2 separate regions of the Zea mays genome follow, and region 1 is linked to region 2. A link is a contact called in public Hi-C data. All regions are on one chromosome and are shown on one strand. Each heading gives the region's core, a stretch centred on a gene start, on an enhancer-like site or on the middle of the called end of the contact. The rest is flanking DNA. Distances are from core to core; before and after follow the strand shown. Region 1 holds the start of LOC100192583 (NADH-ubiquinone oxidoreductase subunit). Region 2 overlaps LOC100284180 (40S ribosomal protein S24).

The links. A called contact is a pair of places that touch in the nucleus more often than the background predicts.
Region 1: a contact with region 2 is called in a Hi-C map of tassel, with 2.2 times the contacts expected there. The contact joins the promoter of LOC100192583 here to the enhancer-like site in region 2. A contact is called at or near these places in 2 of 25 Hi-C or Micro-C datasets (ear and tassel).

The regions. Positions count from the first base shown.
Region 1 is chr3:207,430,978-207,436,583 of Zm-B73-REFERENCE-NAM-5.0, forward strand. LOC100192583 (NADH-ubiquinone oxidoreductase subunit) reads right to left here and starts at 1,344. Exons shown (of 2, transcript NM_001137798.1): 1 at 925-1,344. The coding sequence starts at 1,298.
Region 2 is chr3:207,052,595-207,057,761 of Zm-B73-REFERENCE-NAM-5.0, forward strand. LOC100284180 (40S ribosomal protein S24) reads left to right here. Exons shown (of 5, transcript NM_001157076.2): 4 at 1,825-1,911; 5 at 2,036-2,399. The coding sequence ends at 2,065. It overlaps LOC100279587 (hexokinase6), which reads right to left. Exons shown (of 9, transcript NM_001152584.2): 8 at 4,581-4,662; 9 at 3,888-4,497. The coding sequence ends at 4,153. Among protein-coding and RNA genes, the nearest start is that of LOC100284180, 5.3 kb to the left of the region's middle. Within about 2 kb of position 2,652, at least 11 of the 20 cell types and tissues checked have an H3K27ac peak or open chromatin away from gene starts, as enhancers often do. A contact at or near this core is called in ear and tassel, where this site is marked.

The DNA.
Region 1 (5,606 bases), core at 94-2,593, 380 kb after region 2:
GGCAACTTTAGATGTTAATTAGACATGGTCCTAAATACTTATGCAGAGAAGTGACTTTGAATGCAATGGTGAGCCAACATCCAAAAGCGATGCTGGGTTTGCTAGAGCAAACCGGTGTGTCAGCATCTACACTTCTACAGTCAGTTAGTTAGTACTAACAAGCATTGCAAAACCAGTACAAGATTAGAATCTAGTTCTCCAAAACCTCTTAGTGCAGAAAACAATACAAAAGACACAGATTAGAACGAAGTTTATGTTTGAACTTCAACAATTTGCCATCGACCTGCTAAAGAGAAGGAACACAACTTCATAACCACATATCTTAGAAACGTGCAACTCAAACAACATGTCTCCTATGCAAAATTTGTACCAAGAAATTGGCAATATTGGTTAGAATGATATGCAAACTAAGTCATACTATAACAACCTCCAGAAGACAATACGTGAACAAGAAAAATGGTAGGTTTGGATTGATGACACCTCAGTGTTCAGTAAAATCCCTATACAAATAGCCTCATAAGCCTATTATATCATGTCCGCACGGAGCAAATTGATCAATTACAATTATGTTCAAAACTTGTTGATACAAGTTCTAATAATTTTTAGAAGACATGCAAATAACAAAGTCTGAGGCTGATTGTCAAATGTCAAATCAAAGTACCATATCATACTTCAACAATACTATCGACATGGTGTTCTTGGGAGTAAACTAAAAATTCTCCATGTAATGGTCTGGGACAACATGTTTCTACAGACGCTATGGCCAATCAGTAGTCAAAATCTAATTCTATGGATCCTATTTCTTCGGTGCAAAGGTATAAACATATTGCTTTATATTCCCCTACCCAGATCCTTTATGAGATCTAAGGACCCCCAAAATCTTAAATCGGCTTAATCAGTCAAGATGAGGAATGTGTTACTGACTTGCGGAGGGCTGGAGCCATTTTGTTGGTGAGCGTGCCGGCGACGATCATGCAATCGGACTGGCGCGGCGAGGGACGGAAGATGACGCCGAACCGGTCGAAGTCGTAGCGGGACGCGCCGGCGTGCATCATCTCGACCGCGCAGCAGGCGAGCCCGAAGGTCATGGGCCAAATCGAGCCCTTACGCGCCCAGTTCATCAGGTCATCAACCTTGGAGACCACGAACTCGGCCGTCTTCGACATCGCCGGTGGGGGCGCGCCCCCGTATGGCGCTGGGGAGGTCGGGGAGGCGCCCGCAGCGGCAGCGGCGGCGGCGGAGTACGACCGCGGGGTAGAGAGGAAGGCCAACCGTGCGGTGCGCGGGAGCAACGCCATGGTCAGTCGCTAGGGTTTCCTCACCTCGTGGAGGAGGAGGCAGAAGCGTAGGACGATTTGGTGAGCCTTCCGAGTAGGGATGTTCCTAAAACATCCGAATTATATCACAAAACTAATATTTTAGCATAGATATACATAGAATTTAAAGCTAATTTTTGGCAATGTTATTAAAAATATTATGAAGTATTTAAATAAATTTTTATATAATTTTGTATGTATATTATTTTCTCCCTACATACAATAAAAAAGGTGAAAAAACATTCGAATCCGTATTCGAATAGACATCCGAAGTTTATATAAATTATTTAAAAATATATAGAATGAATTTAATGTTTATTTTTTGTGAAGGTTAATAGCTTCAATGCTAAAAACAAGAATATAAATTTACATAGCAAATTCTATATGTTATTTGTTCATAATCAAAGAAAGAAGACCAAAAATTTAACATCCGAATAAGTATCCGGATCCATCCCTACTTCCGAGTGTGAACAACCTGGTTGTCGCAAATCCCGATCCGGACTCCGAACCCTCCTAACAATAGGGACATGAGAAGTTGTAAAAGTCCGCTCCCTTTCCAGCAACCAAACACACAAAGAAATACTCCCTCCGGTTTCCTATTAGTTGTCGTTTAGGACAACGACACGGTCTCCAAAATATAACTTTAACCAATGTTTTTTTGTTAAAATATAAATGAACTCTTAATACATTTATACTTTTATAAAAGTACTTTTTATGACAAATTGGTGCATATAAATATTAGGTTCCAAAACTAAATAATAAAATAGTTATTTGTAGTCAAAATTTTATAAGTTTGACTTGAACCTTATCCAAAACGACAACTAATAGGAAACCGGAGGGAGTAAGAGACACAGTGGAGATAAGCTCTTTCTATCTCTGTCTTTATTATGAGGGGTATGGATACATATATATAAGCTATGAACCTCCTGAGGGCAGTTTTGGTATTAGTCCATTAAACCTCTTTTAGGATTTCTCAACACTCTCCCTTAGGTGAATACTGTGACGACTTATGTCTCATCAAAACTCCGAAAACCCCAGTGGGAAAAATGGAGAAAAGAGACATAGTGCCACTCGATGTATTGCACTTGCTGCCTCGTTAAAAACCATATGCGAGAAACTTCACGAAAACTCACAATGAGAAAAAGAGTACAACAGGTGTCTTTAGGACATCTATAACCTTTAAGGTGTATAATATACAATCTTCAGGTCGAATTGTAAGGGCTTAAGTTCATAGGTGATCTCCCACTGAACCCTGCAGGTCTCTCAAATGTTTCATCCCTATACCTCGTACACATTTTCTGAATGTGACAGCAGGTAAGGATTTAGTGAATAAATCAGCCAGATTATCACAAGACTTGACTTGTAGGATTTTTACCTCACCCTCGTTCTGGAGTTCATGAGGATAAAAATACTTAGGACAAATATGCTTAGTCATATTGCTCTTAATATAGCCCGTTTCTATTTGTGCAACACATGCAACATTATCTTCATAGATAATGGTGGGGGTATTTGCGGTGTTAGAACCACATGACTTCTTGATGTGGTTAGTCATCCATCGTAGCCAAGCACATTCTCGTGCGGCTTCATATAGTGAGATTATTTCTAAGTGGTTAGTAGACGTTGTTACTAATGTATATTTGCACGATCTCCAGAATACAGCAGTGCCACCACATAGAAATACAAAGCTAGTCTGAGATATACCATTATGGGGATCTGACTGATATCTAGCATCAGCATAGCCCACCATAGTCTGATCCTGATTCTTCGGGAAAAACAGGCCAAGATCTTGAGTGCCTTTAAGGTATCTAAATATAGTCTTAACACCTACCCATTGTCTTCTGGTTGGGTCTGCACTGTATCTAGCTAGTAGATTTACCGCGAATGCAATATCTGTCCTGGTGCAATTCGCAAGGTACATCAGTGCTCCAATAGCGCTGAGATAAGGAACTTCAGGTCCCAATGATTTCTCATCATCGCTCTTTGGTCTAAATGGGTCAGTTTCCATTTCGAGGGATCTCACGACCATCGGGGTATTTAAAGGGTGAGCTTTAATCATATTAAATCTCTTAAGGACCTTTTTACAATAGGTCGACTGATGTACAAATATTCCTTCTATGAGATGCTCAGTCTGCAGGCCCAAGCAAAACTTGGTTTCTCCCTATTCTTTCATTTGAAACTCTGTCTTGAGGTAGGCGTTGGCCGTCTCAATATCCTCAGCATATCCAATGATATTCAAGTCATCAACATAGACCGAAACTATGCAAAACCCTTTTGGGATTTTCTAATGAATACGCAAGGAGAATCTGGATTATTTACGTATCCCTTCTCCAAGAGGAATTCACTGAGCCAATTGTACCACATCCGCCTAGATTGTTTAAACCCATACAGCGCCCTCTGCAACTTAACGTTGTACATGTTGCGATTTGACTTGGCATCCGGAACTCTCAGCCCATCCGGGACTAGGGCTGGAAACGAGCCGAGCCGAGCTCGGCTTGGCTCGGCTCGGTGCGGCTCGGTGACTGAACGAGCTCGGCTCGGCTCGTCCATTTCACGAGCTGGCGAAAGAGGCTCGGCTCGGCTCGACCTTGGCTCGCGAGCCGACTCGGCTCGGCTCGCGAGCCATATTCTGGTACTTATCGTTGCATTATTTGGTGAATTAACATTATATATTCATCATCAAAGACTAAAAAATGAGCTATTATCTATAAAATTATCTAATATTCATTATTATTCCATAAATTGATCATTTTTGCAAGAATCGCGAGCCGGCTCGCGAGCTGGCTCGGCTCGGCTCGCTGCAAAAACGAGCTCGAAGAAGAGGCTCGGCTCGTTCGAGGCTCGCGAGCCGCTCCGAGCCGAGCCGAGCCGCACCGAGCTCGAGCCGGCTCGCGAGCCTCGAGCTAATTTTCCAGCCCTATCCGGGACCTTCATATAGATTTCCGAATCCAGTGACCCACACAAGTATGCGGTCACTACGTCCATCATCTGCATTTTTAAGTTTAAACCTGCTGCCAGCGATATCAAATATCGAAACGTTGTGCCACTCATTACCGGGGAGTAAGTTTCATCGTAATTGATGCCAGGTCTCCGCGTGAACCCTTGTGCTACAAGTCTCGCTTTGTATCTCACCACCTCATTGTCCGCATCCCTCTTTCGGACGAACACCAATTTGAATCCGACTAGGGTAACATTGGGGGTGTGCGGGCGACAGGCCCAAATACTTGCCTCTTTGAAAGCGAGAGCAATTCCGTCTCTATTGCTTCTTTCCATTTGACTCAATCTGAGCGCTTCTGGCACTCTGCCATAGACTTTGGTTCAGGATCCTCAGTAATCGCAACAGCGATCGTAGAGACGAAATCAGTGTTGACAATTGTAGTCTTTTGGTTATATAACTCTCCTGTCACAACATAGTTTATGGTAATTTCTTCAACTGAATCATCTGGTTCTTCGTGATTTCCCAAGTTATTTGAAACCGGTTGTTCCAAAGTCCTCGTGCTTTTATTTGTGTGCACATTTGCACTAGGACGTTCACCTTCAAGGTGTGTCGCTGTAGAACATCTAAAAGGAAGCATGTTGCATTCTCTTTAGTAACTTGCTGGTGCAGGCGTCCCCGCTTAGCTAATACTGAATCATCCAGTTTTCTCCCCCTTTTCCTAGGATGGGAAGTACGAGTAGAGTCCATACCCTGCAGGGGTATCTCCACTCTCTCCGGTGCATTTTCTGTAGGAATATGCGACTTCGACTCTTCTCTTATATCAGTAAAGGCATCTGGCAGATTATTTGCTAAGTTTTGTAGGTGTATTATTCGTTGAACTTCAAGTTCGGTTTCTATAGTGCGTGGATCAAGCGATTGGATGCTACTAGCACTCCATTCTATTTCTCGACATTCTTTGTTATTAAGGTACAATCCTCCCCCTAATGCCGGGAAATGCTCTTCATCGAAGATGTATCAGCGTACCGAACCGTGAATAGATCCCAAGTTCTAGGCTCTAAATATTTGATTATGGACAGAGATTCATAACCAACATAGATCCCCAACTTCCGGTGAGGTCCCATAGATGTACGCTGGGGTGGTGATATTGGCACGTATACAGCACAACCGAATTTTTGCAGATGGGAAACCACTGGTTGTTGACCACGCGTTAACTGGTGGGGAGAAGCGGAGTGGTAAGCAGATGGTCTATATTGGATTAAGGCCGCAGCGTGCAAAACTGCGTGTCCCCGACAGCTGGTTGGGAGTTTGCTATCTTGTAGAAGTGGCCTGGCTATGAAATTTATTCTTTTAATTAG
Region 2 (5,167 bases), core at 1,402-3,901:
TCCAGAAATGCGGCGGTCTCTCGGACACCACCCAAACGACCTGCACACCACTTCACTTGCTATCTTTCTGATTAGTCGGCTTCCTTGGACCATCTCTTTTTCCTTCTCTCTCTGACGAATAGCCCAAGAATCCAGCCAAAAGCAACAGAGAAATATTATTATAGCAGGATCAAGGAGAATTTTATCACCAAATAACCAATGATTTCTGGTTCTCCAAATAGCCCAAAACACAGCTCCACAACCAAATATCATTAAATTGGAGATTCTGTCTTTAGATTTGTTCAGCCATCTGTCACAAAGTTCCCCAATGCTTTTTGGAATGAAATCAAGATTTAAGGCAATTTGAATCACTCGCCATACAAATCTAGCAATGGAACATTTAAAGAACAAATGTTCAATCGATTCCAGACCACCACAAAAACAGCACTCGCTTGAGCCATGCCAACTTCTTTTTATCAGATTATCTTTTGTAAGAATTTTATTTCTTACCACCAGCCAAATGAAAACTTTGATTTTTTTGTGGTAACTTAGATTTCCACAAGAACCTGTAAGGAACAGTCGCCTGATCAATCGAATTTTTCTTATATAAAGAATTAACAGTAAAACCTTTGTTACCCATACACCATTTCACTCTATCCTCTTGAATTGACAGAGTATAATTAGCACATAAAGCAACTAATTCACCATAAAGTACTTGCAGGTTACCCATTATTCTTCTTCTGAAGGAAAGAGCATCAAAATTTGAGGACAAGACCTATGTTCAGACAAAGATGGCATGTATAAAGCAAACAATAATTCAAAGCAGGAGTACTTAATATAAGCAAACATGAGTTTTACGCATAAAGGGGATACACAAAAGATAGTCATTCATAAATATGAGCCTCAGCGTCATCCTCATACCTTTGGAAGCTGTCTTCTGGCACAAATGTAACGACAAGTGCAGAATTAGCAAATGTACGCCTTCACCTCTAACCAATTTATAGGGTTGAGCCTTTACACAACTTTGTGTGAAATTACATTTTGGTCCCTATTTTGCACACGATAACGTTTCACATTCGAGGGGGAACATTTATGTTATTTCTCTGCGCAAATGTGATACACGTTTGCGCTGAAACTTTTTATGTCATCTTTTCGCTGAGGCTCCTTTTATGATCTGACTTCGGCTGAAGGCTTTCTTTCTCGATGCTGAAGCTTTACTATCAGTACCTTTGGCCCTATGCACCTTTCGCTCGCCTGCATGTCCCAAAGCAGTGTGATGAAGGTTTAGTGATCTGAGGTGGATTTTCTTCGGGTCAAGCCAACAACCTTGACTTGAAACATCACCTAAACACAAATTTTATTATTCTTGACCTTCGGCTGGAGACCTCCCCAACAACTGCTTTTTTTTGTAAATGGTTTCATATCGATATGCACTCTTATTTGTAAATGGTACCTGTGATTGAGATCCTGCTAGTAGAAACCAAAGGACATGCAACCTTTATGCCGAAACTACAGTTTTTTTAGTGTGCCTTTCATTCCTGTTCTGAGCTAAGAAACTGTTTTTACCACAATTTTGTCATTGCAATATTTTCATTTACATTACAATAGTCTACTTCAGATACTTGTCTATGATGACAATATCATGATGCAATCTAGTTTCAACGTTGAACAAGAACTGTTTGTGATATAGATATCGTTGGAAGCTCTTTTCCCTTGCTGGTATTCAATAGTAATAGCGTATTAATGCATGCCCGAAATGATATTTTATTGTTGTATTGTAAGTTTTGATTGACATGAACCTGATGGATGTTCACTATACTGCTTTTTTGTGTTCTGTTTTGCCAGAATGGTCTTGCTACTAAGGTTGAGAAGTCCCGCAAGCAAATGAAGGAGCGGAAGAACAGGGCCAAGAAGATCCGTGGTGTCAAGAAGGTGAGTTATCTACATACAATGATACTCCTTACCTGCAGCTCTCTTGTGCAGTTTATAGTGTGGACTTACCGTGTCACTAGTGCTTACATATGCTAATGTAATATACACTTTCTGTCTTTTACAGACCAAAGCTGGTGACGCCAAGAAGAAGTAAACGTTCGTTTACATTTGTATTACTGTTCTGGGCTCTGGGTGGTCTAGCTGCAATGTCATAATTATGGTCGTGTTAGGTTTTGTTCCACCCTTGGCACTGAAGTGATTTTTTTTGTAATTCCTCGGCACTGAAGTGAAGTTTTGTCTGAATATTGCCTCGTAACATAATTGCCCGGTCCCTGTTCTAGTTGTGGCGCAGTCTGGTTTGTTTTGACATTTGTTTTCAAGGTTCATCCTTATTTGCATTGCATTTGTTTATGGCTTGACGTTAACATTTGGAACAAGTATTTGTCACCGCTCATGTCGATGGTGTAAAACATGATAGTTATGTTGTCTTCCCTGGGCTGTGTAAAATAAGGGATTTGCAATATGACATTATTTGCAGAGTGAAGTTTGAAATAAGAGATAGGGAAGCTGACGAAGATAGCCTTACAAGTCTTATTGGTATCTAATACTCGGTGGACTGGATCTACGTCGCCTCGCCGCCTACTCCTCGTAGATCTAGTTGCCGGTGGACTGGATCTATGTCGCCGCCTACTCGCCTCTCCTTGGTCCGCCCCCCTTGGCTGCCTTCTCGTCTCTTCTATAAGGTCCTCTGGCTCTGTCCTACGTCCCTCTATAGATATAGTCCTCCACCGACCACTGTGCCGGTGTGTTTGTGCCCGTTTGGCCATCTACACGTGTAAGTTTTGAGGATTTTGGCTCTGTTTTTTTATGTTCTTTGCTCTAGATCTTTGCATCTTCTCTGACTCTGGATTTACTCGTGTTGCACGTTTGTCATGTGTTGTTGCCGGCGTAACCGGTGCTCCGGCCTAGGTAAACAAGTAACCTTGATCTTGCTCTCTAACCCTAAGTTGCTTTTTCTCTAAATCTTGCTCTAAACCCTATTCTTTTGGATTTTGTAGACCTAGCCGTGAGAAACTGGTGCGCCGGTGATGGAGAGTCAACATGATGCGACCTTCGTCAACCATGAGCTCGTCATAGATAGGTTTTTAATGAGACATCCATTGCATTAGCTCAGTTAATCTATATATATCATCTGTTGTGACAGTGTGTGATGATGCCTGTGCAAGTGTAACACAAGCTGTGTTTTCTGTTCTTGTCGTGTCTAATGGCCCAGCGTGCCAAACGGGTCAGCCTGTCAGCACGACCCGCTTAATCTTTAACCGGGTCGTGCTCGTGTCTTTGGCTGAGCACGTCCAGTGGCACGACACGACAGTACGACACAACTAAGTAATCGTGCCTGCTGTGCCGTGCTACGATCGTGCTCGGGCCGGGTCATGCAGTGCCACCCTTTTGGCCATCTATACTCTGATCCGCTCGAGTAGGGATCCATGGCGAGGAAGCTCATCAGCGACAACAAGAAGAGAAAAGGGTCTCAAGAACATGATCCCTCTGTCCGAGTTCGAGGATAGGCTTTGAGTTGCCCGTTTTTTATACATGTTATCGTGCTAATTAGATCTGCGTTTTGTTATGTTTGCTGCATGCTAATTTTGTTCTTCGTTCAATAGGAAACTTTTAGTTGTATAAGAGCAGTTGTGCTAAAGTTAATGAAATATGTCGGGTGTGAAATAGTTTGTTCATTTCACCTTCTTAGAACTCTTGATATCAGTTGATTGTCAGATGTGAAATATAGCTCTTTTTTAGGGCACCTTCTTACAGGATATCAGTTGATTGTTCGTTTTGCTTAGCATAAACAGACCCCGCCAATTTTAAAATCGAAAATGCTATACGTCCGACCAGTGTGTACGACCTTTGTCAAGCAAATTCTAAAGGTCCAAACACAACTGTTGAATAAAAATTCCCTACAAAATATCCAAATAACTTTGAACCAAATTTTCTATAGCTGAATAGGCATTGTAGGTTTTCTCTTCGTCGGATACACAACAGAGGCGTTATATTAAGGAAAAGAAGAAAGGGAGTCTTAAGTGACGTGTACAACCCCTTAAAAATGGGCACTGCAGGAGCACAGGCCTGACAGAAAAAAGAATGTGGCAGTTGAATGTTATAACCGTTATAGACAAATATCCACTGGAGCAATTGTATACCTGCTATACCTTCAGAATCTGAAGGAACTACAAGCAGAAATTAATCATCCACGGCCTGGAGACGTTGAGAATAGGAGGCTGACAAGAGCGCCGCTCCAGTGCCTGAGCCATCTTCGGCAAGTTTTATCACTAAAGAGGACGCCACTCCCTCCCCAAGCAAGTCTCTAAGAGTGCTCTCCATGCACTGGGCGAAGAAAGTATAATGCTTGTAAACTCCGCCATCCACAGCAATCACCGTCTTTTGTTTGTCTGGGCTGGCAACGTCTCGCCCAAGCTTTTTGAGGATGCCGTGTATCCCAGCAGCAGCAAGTCGTGCAGCGCGACTGGCAACAACCTCGCAGACATCCACTACCAATTTCCTTGTTTTGAAACAGGTGTCTTCTATCTGAAAACCAAACAAGAAAATGTGTTTTGTAGGGACTGAACAAGTGGTAGAATAATTTAACATTAAGACTGAAAGATGAATACCCTGAAGACTTCTTTCAGCTTGTTGCCAACCGTTCTGAGATCAGGCGATGTGTCTTGATGCATCATCAGCACGTGATATGTTCTAGAATTCAATACATATTCACCCTTTTAGTTAGCAGCAGTAGTGTGAAAAATGAGAGAATACGTACTCACATTTAGTTTGAAAAACTGTCAAGACATGTTATAATACAGGCTAGATGAAAACCTAGAAAATTAAAGCTCAAATATTTGAGAAAAATGTTCACCATCTTATTCAGTTCAATCAACTTGCAAGATAATGCTTGCTGCTGCTTATTAGAATCCCGTTTAGGGTTTTGGGGTTAGCCTCTTGTAATTATCTTCATACCCTGTGTAATGGATCAGGCCTAACATCACTTGGTCTACTCATACAACTCCCAACCCTAAGTTAGGGTTAGAGATTTCCATTCCAACTTGATATCAGAGCCACATTTTCTTTTCTCTCTCTTCTCCTACCCCATAGCCGCCGCTGAGCTCCCCCTGGCCAGCCACCACCCCCTCTCTCCGCCCTGGCTCGCCGGCCCCTCCTGGTCGCCGCCCCCTCCTTCTACCTCTTCTCGCTGGGCCGC